3 separate regions of the Mus musculus genome follow, and all the other regions are linked to region 2. A link is a contact called in public Hi-C and HiChIP or PLAC-seq data. All regions are on one chromosome and are shown on one strand. Each heading gives the region's core, a stretch centred on a gene start, on an enhancer-like site or on the middle of the called end of the contact. The rest is flanking DNA. Distances are from core to core; before and after follow the strand shown.

What was found. HiChIP or PLAC-seq counts read pairs in DNA pulled down with a chosen protein or histone mark. Hi-C and Micro-C count contacts between places; a contact is called where the count stands out from the background.
Region 1: a contact with region 2 is called in a CTCF HiChIP or PLAC-seq map of CD8 T cells, with 5 read pairs. The contact joins two enhancer-like sites. A contact is called at or near these places in 1 of 15 datasets of contacts at CTCF or cohesin (CD8 T cells), 5 of 484 Hi-C or Micro-C datasets (B cells, brown adipocytes, cerebral cortex and 1 more) and 1 of 9 other capture datasets (liver).
Region 3: a Hi-C map of the MNK3 cell line shows a contact between it and region 2, with 4 times the contacts expected there. The contact joins two enhancer-like sites. A contact is called at or near these places in 17 of 484 Hi-C or Micro-C datasets (the AML12 cell line, the CH12 cell line, ECoMG myeloid progenitors and 10 more).

Annotation. Positions count from the first base shown.
Region 1 is chr1:181,445,041-181,449,755 of GRCm38.p6, reverse strand. The region is part of intron 3 of Cnih3 (cornichon family AMPA receptor auxiliary protein 3); the gene reads right to left. Among named protein-coding and RNA genes, the nearest start is that of Ccdc121, 64 kb to the left of the region's middle. Within about 2 kb of position 2,370, at least 63 of the 459 cell types and tissues checked have an H3K27ac peak or open chromatin away from gene starts, as enhancers often do. A contact at or near this core is called in CD8 T cells, where this site is marked.
Region 2 is chr1:181,371,536-181,375,707 of GRCm38.p6, reverse strand. The region is part of intron 1 of Cnih3 (cornichon family AMPA receptor auxiliary protein 3); the gene reads right to left. Among named protein-coding and RNA genes, the nearest start is that of Cnih3, 21 kb to the right of the region's middle. Within about 2 kb of position 2,802, at least 41 of the 459 cell types and tissues checked have an H3K27ac peak or open chromatin away from gene starts, as enhancers often do. A contact at or near this core is called in CD8 T cells and the MNK3 cell line, where this site is marked.
Region 3 is chr1:181,298,270-181,302,793 of GRCm38.p6, reverse strand. No RefSeq gene overlaps it. Among named protein-coding and RNA genes, the nearest start is that of Gm39717, 6.9 kb to the right of the region's middle. Within about 2 kb of position 2,938, at least 19 of the 459 cell types and tissues checked have an H3K27ac peak or open chromatin away from gene starts, as enhancers often do. A contact at or near this core is called in the MNK3 cell line, where this site is marked.

The DNA of each region.
Region 1 (4,715 bases), core at 1,121-3,620, 74 kb before region 2:
TGTCTGAAGAAACTAGTAGTGTCCTGTGTCACCTTCCATCTGTTTGTGCTGTGTTGCTGGCTCCTCTGTGCCCTCCGCTAGCTAATAGGTGTGTTTGTTTATAATACAAGAAGGTCAGGAAAACAGAAAGGCTGGTGATAGGCTAATCAAGACGAGCACAAGAGAAATGCCAAGGAGCAATAGTGAAAAGAGGTGGCCTCTGTGAGAAGGGAGAAGGTGAGCTCAGACTCCCCAGGGAGATGCAGGGGGACAGATGGAAGAAGACAGACACCCCTCCTGGGTAGGCACATGTGGTATAAATGAAAACTGAAAACTAAAGATGACTAGAAGGTAGACAATCAACCCTTTCCAGTAAGGAAAGCTATAAGTATGCAAGCACACTCTTGTAGACAGAAATCACACACACACACACACACACACACACACACACACACACACACACACACACACACACACACACACACGTGTATGTATGGCCTGTACATCTCACTTTGACCATCGTGATTGCTCTGATCCAACAAACTGTGTCTTTCAGGGGCCATTCTAAAGGAATCACGGCTATCCTCCCCAGCAACCCTCAGCCCATACCTGATTCCTTTTTATAAATTTACATTAAAAAATACTTAAGTTTTAAGTCACTGACTGTAGACCAAAAAGAAAAAAAAACCAACATTTGTGTGTATGTATGTGTGTGTGTGTACACACGTGAACATGTATGTAAATGCATGTGTGCCTGCATACATGTTTGAAGGTCAGAAGACAATTTGTGGGAAACAATTCTCTCCTTCTACTATGTGGGTCCCAAGGCTAGAACTCTGGCTATCAAACTTAAGAGCACTGAGCTATCTCACCTACCCTACATAGCAAGCTTTCTGACCTGCTCATAGAGGCCACCCCCACAGCCTACATGTGACCAAATGTACTGTTCTGACCAACCACATACGTCTGTAGCATGGCTAGATTGCCCGTGAGATAGAGTCTGTAGTCATAGCCCTAGACTTCCATGGGTGGGAGCAACTGCTTCAGACCAACTCGCTTTGGTATAGAACATGACACTAGCTTTCTTTCACTGTAAGCAAATGAGCTAGCTACCTGACCAGTAGGCCCCTGCAGAAGATAAGGACATATTCACAGATTTTAAATAAATACATATACAGGCATACATGTGAGAGATGCATTTTGTAACTAGGGGTTGTGTTTGTTCTCGGCATCTGGTGAAGGACAAGCTGCCTTAACCTTAAGTTAACTCAGGCTCAGCATGGACTCAGAGCACAAGAGGCAACCCTCCGGGGTCATGACTTCAGTGGATAAACCAGGCACTGCACCTATGAATCTCAACCATGTAGTAAGAGAGGCCATGTGCTGTCATTCCTCCTTTGAGAACCTCAAAGCTGTGCTTGCCGGCTTCATCTGTACCCTGGCTACCTACCATGCCTAGAGCAAGCCCACGTTCTCAGAGCTAGCACGCCAGCCCTACTCCACCATGCACATCCAAGCACTTATGCCAAGTACTTAACATGCTCAGAGACAGCGACGACAGGCCTGAATCATCTAGTACAGCTCCATCCCCGTCTCCAGTGCCAACGCCAAACCTCTGAATGATGACAGTTCAGAATTCATGCCCTCTATCCATCACACTGCTCCTTGTTCTCTGGGACTTGGTGGATAATGGAAGCTGTGACTGACAGGGAGGATCTATTACCATCCCCTGTGTGAAGGAAAACACTTAACAGAGGCCAGCTCGACTTTTAGGGATGAGGGGGAAACCCTCCTGCTGTTCTGTGTGGGTCTTCCCACTGCCTCTCAGTATCTAAAATCCTGAGCAGACTTGTTCCTAACCCCAGGAGACTTCAAGTGGCTGCAATGCCCCTGTGCCCCTCCTCTTGCTCCAGGCATCCCATGTTACTCACAGTGATGTGGACAATGTAGGGACCTTATTCCTCTCAGACCAAATGGAGCTTAGCCAGGCTACCCGCGCTGGCCCGTACCATGCCTCACCCTAGACCATCTGTGCCTTTCCACTACTTGGCCTTTGCAACATAAGACATCCCCGATCCCAGCAGCTGGGAGGGGCCCCAGGGGCCATGAGTGGAAACTATATGAGAAGCCTGGAACACTTAACAGCCAATAAGAAATGCCCCCAAAGTCCTATTTTGTTTCCTCTGACATCACAAAGAACAGTTATAACAACGGGTATACTTCATCATCCTGACACCACCAGTGAGGACAGAGGGCTCTCTCCCACCCCTACCCCCCCACCCCGGCAGCCTTCGATGGGCAGAGTGAGAGCAAGTCATAAACGTTTGTTGTTCTGAGCGACTGAGAGTCACATGTTCCTTCTTGCTATGACACACTTTGGCCCATCTTGTCTGATGTAGTCAGAGCCTCGGAATGAGAAATCAATGAGAAAAGCAAGGCTGTGTTCTTCTCCCCTCTCTATCCTCCTGAGCATCCTTCCGGACCTTGGTTTAATAAGCCACCGAGGCTAGTGTGACATGCTCCTGATGCTGAGTACCAGGTGGAAGGCCACCAAGCATGCATCAGGCTTATTCTGGTGGGTAGTCAGCTGGGTTGCTCCCAGCTCAGACCGAATAAGTGCTATAGAAATATGCCCCACGCTTGAACCTACCAGAGGAAGTATAGAAAGGTAGATTGAAACTCTGAGCATGCCCATGGCTAGTTCCATCCCTTATCACCGGCAGACACTGTTTCCTCTGGCCGAGCTGTTGAATGGTACCGATACCCGTGATTCACTGAATGAGTTATAAATAGACACCACTTCATGTAGACCACAGTCTGAGACCCCATATCCTGCTTTCTGTAGTTATAAATAGTAAGAATGATCTCACTATAGACATTGTGGGGTTCTGAAAAGGTGACAGTTAAAGTCAGGCTAGCCTACACATACATGCCTGTGATCCTGGGCTAAGGGGACAGGCTACATGGTGAGAACTGGTCCCAAAAAAAACAAAACCTAACAAGCAATGCCTGCCAACTTGAGAATAGCCGAAGGGTTTGTCATGAAGCCAGAACCACTGTTAAGGAAGAATAAATCTAAATATGCATGGAAAAGTTGGCATGCCATGAGACTAGCAAAATCAGAGGGGGTGAGGAGACTGCTCGGTGATTATAGCACTTGCTGCACACACACACACACACACACACACACACACACACACAAGGACTAGAGCTTGGATCCCCAGAAACCCACATAAATATCAGGTAAGCATGGTTGTCCCACCTGTAATTGGGAGGAGACAGGATCTTCAGAGCAAGCTAGCCTACAAGACCAGCTATAAAGGGCAAGCTCTAGATTTGATTGAAAGACCCTGCTTCGTGGCTGACTAAGAAGAGTGACCAAGGGAAGATCTCTGCCATCAACCTCTGCTCTCTACATACCCATACATACACATGGGCATGTGTGCACACACATTTGCTCATACACGTGTATATACACATACATATATACACTTACACCTCTATCATGCACACATTAAACACACCCACACTACACACACACACAAAGATAGAAAAAGAAAACCAACAACAATAAAACAAAGAACTCACTATTTTGTGTAGCCCTTTCACAAGCCACCAAATGGGCCACTTATTTAAGAGTGTATAGGGCAGGCCTGATGCCAGGTAGGACTGGGGTACCTGCCAAGCTCATTACACTTCTGACTTACTGCCCAGATTCTAGTAGTCAGTTTCTGTTTGCTGGCAAATATTCCCATCTGGATATTCCTGAGTCCTCACTCCACTCCCACCCCTCCTCCCAGTCCCTGCAGACCTCTCCCGAGCCTCTAGTTTGTCCTAAGAGCACCTCTGCTTCCTCTCTCTCATCAGCCAGCCTGGAAACAAGACAAATCTGACATGGTCACTTCTACAGGGCACTTTGATCTACTCTTGTTTTCCATTTCTACTGCCCCCTACAGGCCAGCACCCCTGTGCTGCCCCCAAAGCTAGTGTAAGAACTGTCTAGCATAGCTCTGTCCCAGAAGACAGGCTCCTGTCCAGCAGAGACATGTCTCCTTTCTCTGGCATCCACCATGCATTCACCCACATCCTTGCTTTCCCAGGAATTTTTAAAATTAAATTTATTTTTTGTCCATCAAAATATGTAAATTCTTATTGGTAACTAAAGAACGCATTAAGGACTTGGTTTTAGCCATCTCGAGCAACTAAAACATATTGTATAAAAATCAATACCAAAAGAGAGTAGAATTATAGTCTAGAATTTAAGACTCTTTTTAAATCAGTTTTGTTTTTCCTTGATTAAATTCGCTCTTAGATAATAATATACATGCCCATGGTGCTAGATTCTGGGAGAGAAGGAACCGTTGTCTCCTTTTAAGCGAGATTTAACTTTATTTTTATTCATGGTCTAAATATTTTCTCCCTGTCACTTCGGCTTCTCACTTGTCTGTGTGACCAACCGTTGGCTGCCAGGACACAGGTCTTGGGAGAATAATGCCACATGACAGTTTGGGGTTTCTCTTCAGTGTGCTGGTACAGAGGGCAGGGTAGATAGGAGGAGAGACTTTTCATAGCCTCACAGGAAGAGGAAGTAGAGAGTAGATGTCTATATCCCATACCAGAAGTGTGGAAGTAATATGTTTGGCATGAGGGGGACCCCTAAAGCTAGGGAACGGGGCAGATAGTGAGAGGTAGGCAACCCATATGAGTCCCATGAAGGCAGGATTTCTGGAAGGAGG
Region 2 (4,172 bases), core at 1,553-4,052:
CAGGGCAGGAAAATGAGACCCAGGAAGATGCCGAAGACAGGAAGAGACAAAAAAGATAAACCAGGGGCCACAGCCTGAGCCTAAGCCTGCCTGTCCTCCAGGCCTGAGAATCTCTGACCACTCTTAACTCTCCACCAGAATCCTGTGCCCACACTCCAAAGTGTCTCAGGGGCCGTGTATCAATCACCTAGACAGATGGCTAAGAGCCCCAAAAGGCTGCTTTGACCCTCAGAAGTGTGGAGTCTAAACTGCAGGATAGCCTTGCCCACGCCTTCCCAGGGACATGCAGTGTTTCCGAATCTCACAACTCGAGCCTTTTGTCCCCTGTATTGTTAGATGGGGAGCAATCAAGGGGGTTTCTGTCCTGGAGACTATAAACAGGAAACACTACTGCTTAATTTCTACTTCTTCCTTACCCCATCTGAGAAGCAAATGTGGCTCTGCAGGCAAGAGTGGCAGATGCCACTGGCAAAGTGGGGATAGCTGGAGGGACACAGAGGGCAGATGCTGGAATGGCAGAGAGGAGGAAGGAGCCTGAGAGACTGCCAGCATCACATTGCTCTGTCCCTATTGGCTGAGACGGTGGTGGTGGTAAGCAGACAATTCACGCAATAAGACCTCAGTCACCACTTGGGGACACCCAGTCATAACCTGGCCTGGCCTTGTGGCCTACAAGACTGTACAGAAGCAATAACACCACCGAAGGGAGAAAGGGCATGGCTCCCACAGTGGCTTATAGTGACCGGATAACCCACTCCTGTAAATACATGGCCTTCACACCTTACACAAAGACTGTCAAAGCAGAGGAGGAGGAGGAGGTGATAACCAACTCAGCATGGAGAACAGAGGCGAGCGAGCAGCTTGTCTTGCTTGATAATTAAAGAAATGGCAAGCCAGGGAGGGGCTGTTTGTTGGGAGTGGCTCTGAGCTAGGCTCCCGGGTGCAGTATAACTCTGGGTTAGGGTTTGTGATCATATGCCTGCCTCTCAGATGGAAGCCTGCTCCTACGGGGAGAGGATCATCTCCTAGGGATGGATACTAAGTAAGTGCCTACGTAGATAGACAGGTAAAGATAAATGGATGATAGATGACAGAAAGATGGGTGGATGATAAGTAGGTGATATAAAGTAGGATAGACTTGTTAATAGACTGATTGGTAGATCAAGAGAATGATAGATAGGGCTGGAGAGTTGGGTCAGCAGTTAAGAGCACTGACTCTTCCGAAGGTCCTGAGTTCAAATCCCAGCAACCACATGGTGGCTCACAACCATTCGTAATGAGATCTGATGCCTTCTGGGGTGTCTGAAGTCAGCTACAGTGTACTTACATATAATAAATAAATAAATCTTTTTTAAAAAAAGAGAGAGATGATAGATAATATATACATAAAATAGTCAAGACCCCCCCCAATAATTTCCTCAGGACTGTGTGATATTTAAAATATGGGGATTAGCTTAATATTAATTATATAATTCTCTGTGTCTGTGCATGTGCATGTGTGTATGCATGCACGTGTGTGCGTGCATTTGTGGGTGTGTGTCTAGACTAGAGATCCATGTTGAGTGTCCTTTACCACTCTCCACCCTGTTCTGAGACAGGGTCTCTCACGGAAGCTGGGGCTCACCAGCAAGACTGGTAGACTGGCTTCCCAGTGATCTTTAAGCTCCATCCGTGTCTTCTTCCCATCGCTGAGATTACAGATGTGGACTTTTGCATGGATTCTGAGGATCTGAGCTCAGTTCCTAATGTTTATATGGCAAGCTCTGTACCCACAGAGCCATCTCTCCAGCCCCTCTTGCTACTTTGATTTCTGTTTTCGTTTTTGTTTGGTTAGTTGGTTTTGGTTTTGAGAGAGGCTTGTGCTCTGTAGTTCAGTCTAGCCTTGAACTTATCATACTCCTGAGTTCTGGAATTACCACTAGGTACTTCTTATTTAATTAACACATTACTCTTTATCCCATCTGAAAACAAGCTAAGTCACCAAGTCCAGTTGTGACTTCTTGGCACACACAACTGAAAGGACCAAGGCCACAGCATCCATATTCTTTTTTTTTTTTTTTTGAAAAGTTAAAAATTCCTTAATTTTTTATTCCTGGTACCACTACACAATTTACAGGGCAATATACCTGATGTAATGAAAAGAAAAAGAAAAAGAAAAAGCTACAACAGATAAAACCTCAGGGATATGCATCTGATTGACACTACATTGCATTAATCAATAGCTGTACTTTTTGCAAACCGTGGTTATGACAGTCCTGAACAAGAAGGGTTTCCTGTTTAAGCTGCAGTAACTTTTCTGACTATGGATCATCGTTCCTTCTGTGGCAGAGTTTTACAGTTCCTCTAATGCATTTGGGACGACTGTCTCAAAGTAACCTGCAGCTTTCCTGACAACGCCTCGCTCTCTCTCCTGCTAAGAACTGTAGCCGTTTCTGTTTTATTTTAAAACCTTCTGCTACCATGTCCACCACGTCCACCTCCAGATCCATAGCCACCACCATAGGGACTGCCTGAGCTTCTTCCACCAAAACTGCCCCCCTTCATGGGTCCATAATTTGATTGTTGCTGTCCACCGTATTCTTGCCGTACGTTGCTATAAAGTGCTTACAGAACACACGTCTAGTACACGGAGGACTAAGAGCTCCATCTGCATTTGCTTCCCACAGCTATGGCCTCAGCCATGTCACCTTGCCACTGAGGTTAAAGGACTCTCAGTTCCAAATGGTTCTAGGAGTCTAGATTCAGAACATCGGACAAGAAACTCCCTCACCCCTACTCATGCCCACCACGGACAGCACTGTCAGCCAGGACGAAGAGCAAGCACTGCCAGCAGCAGGGCGGTCACACTGCTCCTGGCCCAAGCCCTCTCATTGCCCTGAGGTTTGGAGGGCTACCCAGCTGGTTGTATTTTTCCTCTTGCACAAATGTGGTGATTAGTGTGTTAATAGAAGAAGGGCATTTTTAAACGAGGGAGTGGATCAGTCAGCAGCTAAGCTTTTCACACGGCTTTGGTGGGGCACACATGTGTGTGAACAGCCAGCAGGGCTATCCCATGGCATCTGGATCAACACAGATCCTAGACCCTGCATTCACCATCTTCCTCGCAGAACTTACTTCTAATTGGCATGCTACAGCCACAGCCATTTCCCTTGTGGCTTTTACTTCCTCTGACCCCTGTGTAACCATCCCAGAATGGTGAGCAGAACTGCTTTTATCAGAAGAGCCAGGCAGCCCACAGCTCTGAGGCACAGTATCGCAGCTTCCCTTAAGAGGCAAACCATCGCTGGGCAGTGGTGGTGCACGCCTTTAATCCTAGCACTTGGGAGGCAGAAGCAGGCGGATTTCTGAGTTTGAGGCCAGCCTGGTCTACAGAGTGAGTGTCAGGACAGCCAGGGCTACACAGAGAAACCCTGTCTCAAAAAAAGAAAGAAAGAAAGAGAGAGAGAGAGAGAGAGAGAGAGAGAGAGAGAGAGAGAGAGAGAAAGAAAGAAAGAAAGAAAGAAAGAAAGAAAGAAGGAAGAAAAAGAGGCAAACCATGCCACCTCCCATTCACAGAGCCAAACCATGTACTATGGTAAAAGTTGCCAGTTCTGCAATCCTACAAACCAGGAGGCTGGTAGAGATGTGAGGGTCATATGGAGTGACACAGACAGGGCTGAAGGGGTCCTGCCTGGCTGGCTGGGTGTAGCAGGGGACTTCTGAGCACAGGTTCATGGGGTCATGGTGGGTCAGCAGCATTGTAAAAGGAAGAATCATTCAGTGTGTGCAGAGGAGTGTGGAGGACATCAACCTCAGGGGCCATTGCCCAGGCACCATCCAAAGCTTTTGAAACAGGGTCTCTCCCTAGCCTGGGGCTCACCAACTAGGCTAGGCTGGCTGGTGAACACGCTCGAGGGATCTGCTTGCCTCTGCCTCTGCTGCTCTGGGGTTGCAAGCATTTGCCACCATACCTAGCTTCTTTATGTATGATGTGGGGATCGGACTCAGTTCCTTATGTTAAGCCGGTCTCCCTAAGCTTGGGGACTCTTTTTTTCTTACTCTTGATTCGCACTTACAGCTGTTCCTTCTGTCTAGGTAGCTTGGTGCTTTGCTCAGGTACCGTTGTGGAGCTGCAGGGGTGGGGAACGATGCCCATGCCTGATATAAAAGCACGCTGCTGCCTCCAGGGCCTC
Region 3 (4,524 bases), core at 1,689-4,188, 73 kb after region 2:
GAAGTCCTGCACACAGGAAGGAAGCATCAGTGTATGAAGAAAACTGGAAACCACTGAGCTTTTGTTGGTGGGAAAGGTCTGATGGCCTGTCCTCCATCAAAGGCATCGAGTTAGAAGAAGGTGTCAAGCGTTTTAGAGTGTGTTGGGATGGAGGAGGAAGGAAAGGAAAACAGGGTTTCAGAATAGGATGAGCAGTTAGTATGCACATGAGAGAGAAAGAAAATCAAAATTACACTCAGAAACTCAAGCTTCTTGGTGGGGATGCGGTGGGTCACGGATCTAAAAACACCCGATCGATCTAAAAATACCCAATCGATCTAGAAACATTCGATCGATCTAAAAACACACATCTATCCAGAAACACCCGATCGATAGATCGATCGATCGGAGGATCTTTTCTGTGCTCTCTGTGAGCTGTCCTTGCTTGCTGCTCTGTGGTCCCTACCCTTCGGGGATCTGAGAGCTGTTTCTTCTTTGCAAGCATCACATACTTTATTGCTGACACAGCCCAGTGTCCAGCCAATCCTGGATGTTCGTCGTCTTACGCTGCCCCTTTAAGGCCCATTTTCCTCTCTCCTCTCAACTCACTTTTGCTCAATTATTCCAGGACAGATACTCCTCCTTTCTATCCCCGTTCTCTTCCACTACAAACCAAAGCCAAAATGACCTTAATTATGAATGGTAAGTATTAAGTATTATATTCAATGACTCGTCCATATTAGGAAAAGGATACCGTATATTTGGAAATGTGATTGGAATATAAATATAATTGGAATATACTGGTCATTAAAGATTAAAAAAAACAGGAGCATATAATAACATATTAGCAAGCCTTGGGAAAGGCCCAAATTTTCCCTTTAGAATTTCCACCACAGTACCCATGTGTGTTTCAGCCTTTAATTAAATCTACTTTTCCACAGACACCATCATTCAGTAAAATTGAAAAACCTTTGTTAATAAATATCAACAACAGGACATTAAATTATTTCTATAAATACAAATATAACGATGAAAATGTTCTCTTACTATATTTTCTCACAAAAATGCAATATGCTATCAATATTTTAAGTGTAAATGGCTTTAGTGGGCTAGCTCAGGAACCTGGCTACATGACATTTTAAAAATATATTAATTTATTTATTTGCTTGCTTGCTTGCTCGTTTGCTTATTTATTGAGGTAAGGGTACGCATGGAGATCTGTGGGGGGTGTAGAAGTCAATGTGTGAAGGAAACGTGAGATGGAGAGCCAGGCACCACAGACTTCTGTGACTCCTCAAAGAGTCTATATGGCATTAGGTCTAAGATGGCTCCCAGAACACTGGTGAAACAGCAAAAAAGGACTTGAGGCCAGGGTGGTGGCTGCCTCCCCTGACTTCACAACCCCCCGCCCCCCACTTCTTCTGAGTAACCTCATTAGGCAGGGCTTGCGTTGGAGGATGGCAAAGATGTGGCAAAATACAAGGGTTTAAGAGATGAGGATTGGCTCAAACACTGTAGGTAGGCTTATGGGCTGCGCAAAAAATTCAGATCGGCGCCCTGATGCTGGTCTCCGGAGTAGGGTTTCCTGGGATTCATCCCAGGACTCTGTTGCCTCCCCCCCCCCCCCCGCCCCCAGTCCTGTTCCCACAGAGATCGGACGACAACTCGCAGGAATTGGTTCTCTCTTTCTATCCGATGGCCCCAGGGCTGGACCTCAGATCATCAGACTTGGCTTTTTTTTTTAGCTCAATGACATGTTAATGAAAAACTACATTCTATCTTCAAACAGACTTTAAAGCTGATTTCTGGCAATCTAGTTTTTGAAACTCGAACACCGTTTAACTTAATGTGAAGGCTATTCTTGGTTGTCAACTTGACTATATCTGGAACTAAAATCCAAAAAAAAAGGAGGGCACACCTGTGAGGGATTTTAGCTTAATGGAATCTTTGAGGTAGGAAGACACATCTCTAATCCAGATCCTCTGAAATGGGGGGGAAAAAGGCAGGCTTTAATCTGGATCTAGAGGCAGAGAGACAAGCCTTTAATCTGAACCACACCTCCTGCTGGGAGCCTATTTTAAGAAGAAGAAAATTTTGCTCTGTGCCTGCTTGCCCTTGCCTTGCTAGCAAGTCCAGTCTTTCGCTGGCGTTAGAGCCTACCTCTTTGGGATTCCGGTGCATACTAAAGCCTAGCTGAGACATCCAGCTGGGTGGACTGAACAACTGTTGGATTCTTAGACTTCCCATTCATAACCAGCCATACGTGGATTAGCTAGACCACAGCCTGCCATTCTAATAAATCCCCTTTCTATATATAGAGACTCATTGTATAAGTTCCATTACTCTGGAGGACTCTTCTAATACAGTGAATGAAGGATCCCAGCGAGGAACTTGAGACTATTTCATTATTTTGAGCTCAGAGATAGAGAGTGGGAACGTGCAAGTTCTATATGTATGAACTTCCTGTTGTCAATATTCCATTGGTTTTGGTGAGCAGCCAGTTCTTTGTTTTTCTTAAGCAATCGTTATGAATTCTGCTAGCTCTCACAGTAGAAAAACAAAAACAAACACAAACAAACAAACAAACAAACAAACAAACAAACTTGAGCTGTGGGTACAAGTTTTACCACATGAGTTTTCTAAATATATATATTTATTAGTGCTCCTTCACTCCCCTCCAAGCTGGGTGCTTCGGTCAGGGTGTGCCCACCCCCTCCCGGTGTCTTAGCTTAGCACGGCTGTGTCAGGCTTACTGTCCACATGGCCACTTAGCTTAGCACGGCTGTGTCCACACGGCCACTTAGATACAGCTGCATTTATTTACATTTTTTACATGAATGAAACTCTTAGCTTGTTGACACTTTGGAGAAGCTAAAAATGTCCCTTTTAAACTCCTGCTCACAACTGCATCCGCATGGGTGGCAGCTGAATTAGCCCCACTTTGTAGCAGAGTTGATTTTCAAGGGAGATGTTTGCAGGGAAATGAAGGGCTCGGAACGCTTTATTACTGGGTGACACAGTAGGAGCTATTTTGGTTATGTTTCAAGTTTCCAAGAGAAAATTTCAACTCGAGATCATGAAACAAAATCACAGGCACAAAAGGGAAGGAGAGACGGTGTATTTCTGGTCAGACTTCCCGCAGACTGCATCCCCAGCCTCGGCATCACCTTGGTTTGAACTTGTGGCTGTGGAAAAGATCAGACGATCTAGAACTCTTGCCACAGACTTCACAGCCAAGCTCCAATTACCCACACTGTGTGACATGGATAGTATCCGCTCATTTGCGGGCATCCATCAAGAGGCTACTACGAATGGAACCCTGTGTGGTGGAGGCTGCTGGGTCACAGGGGTGGACGGAATCCAGCGGTTGCCCTTATGGAACTCACAGTCTGGAAGGCAATTGACTGGAGTTCTGAGCAGAAGGAGAAGAAACACTGCAGTAGAGAAGCTACAGGAAGGGGTGGGCTGGACTGCCGGTGGATTATACAGGGCATCGGCAAAACCACAGAAGTCGAAATGGCATGGTCAGGGGAGGATGTGGTGAGTGTGGGAACAGAGACAGGCACTGTGCATGAGAAAGGTGAAAGGTGTTCAGGGCCAAGTCCTAGAGAGCCTTCAGGCCAAGGCCAGGAAGAGAACCAGAAACTGTGGGCAGAAGTTTTGAGAAGTCGAAGCCCTCTGGCCATTATCAGACGGTCATGAGACAGCGAAAAGAATGTGTTGGGGATCTTGTACGGCAACAAGTTGTGGAGATAATCCTGGAGAGCTAACAGGAGCAGCAGCAACATCAACACAGTGCGTAGGCAAGCTCAAAGGCATGGATGGAGGACTCAGTCAGCAGAGAAAGGAGCCAGCTATGTGGCCTCTGGTTCCCTCTGTCCCTTTCTGCAAGTGAAAGGTCACCTGTCCCCACAGAAGGCTCAGCTCCTGTAGAATGAGATCTTCTGAACAAAACAGCCACCGTCTTCAGCAAATCAGCTGTGCCTGCTTGCAAGAGACTATCTCACGAGGCCTGCTGCTTGTTGCTATAGAGGAGGAACGGGTGCGGAGCTTCACTGCACCCTCATCTAGGATTCCTGTGACCACCCAGACGTTTGTGTGCAATTTTGCCCTAATTGCCTGTGGCTTCTAGAGGTGCTAGAGTACACACACACTAGGGAAGATTAACTAGAGGAAAGTGGGAGACAGGCGTGTCCATCCATGCAGCTCTGAGAAGCCATCTTCCCACTCTGAGTGAGACTTCCTAGTGCCCCTGCTTTGGCAGGGGGTGTGGGGGTCCCCCACACTCCTTATAACCCATCAGCTGAAGTCACTGGTTCACTAAGTAAAGCTTTGATGGAATCATACCTAGGGGCCTATGAGGAGGGGATAAATGTTTATTTACACTCTGCAGAGAAGGAATTCTGGCAACAGCTGCCAACTCCCGCAGCTATCACAGACTCTTCAAGGTCTGGAAACTGCTGGTCGCCTGTTCACCCTACAGAGTTAGCTGTAACGACTTGGTTGGCAATAGCCATCCATCTCCACTCCTTATAGTTCCCTTAC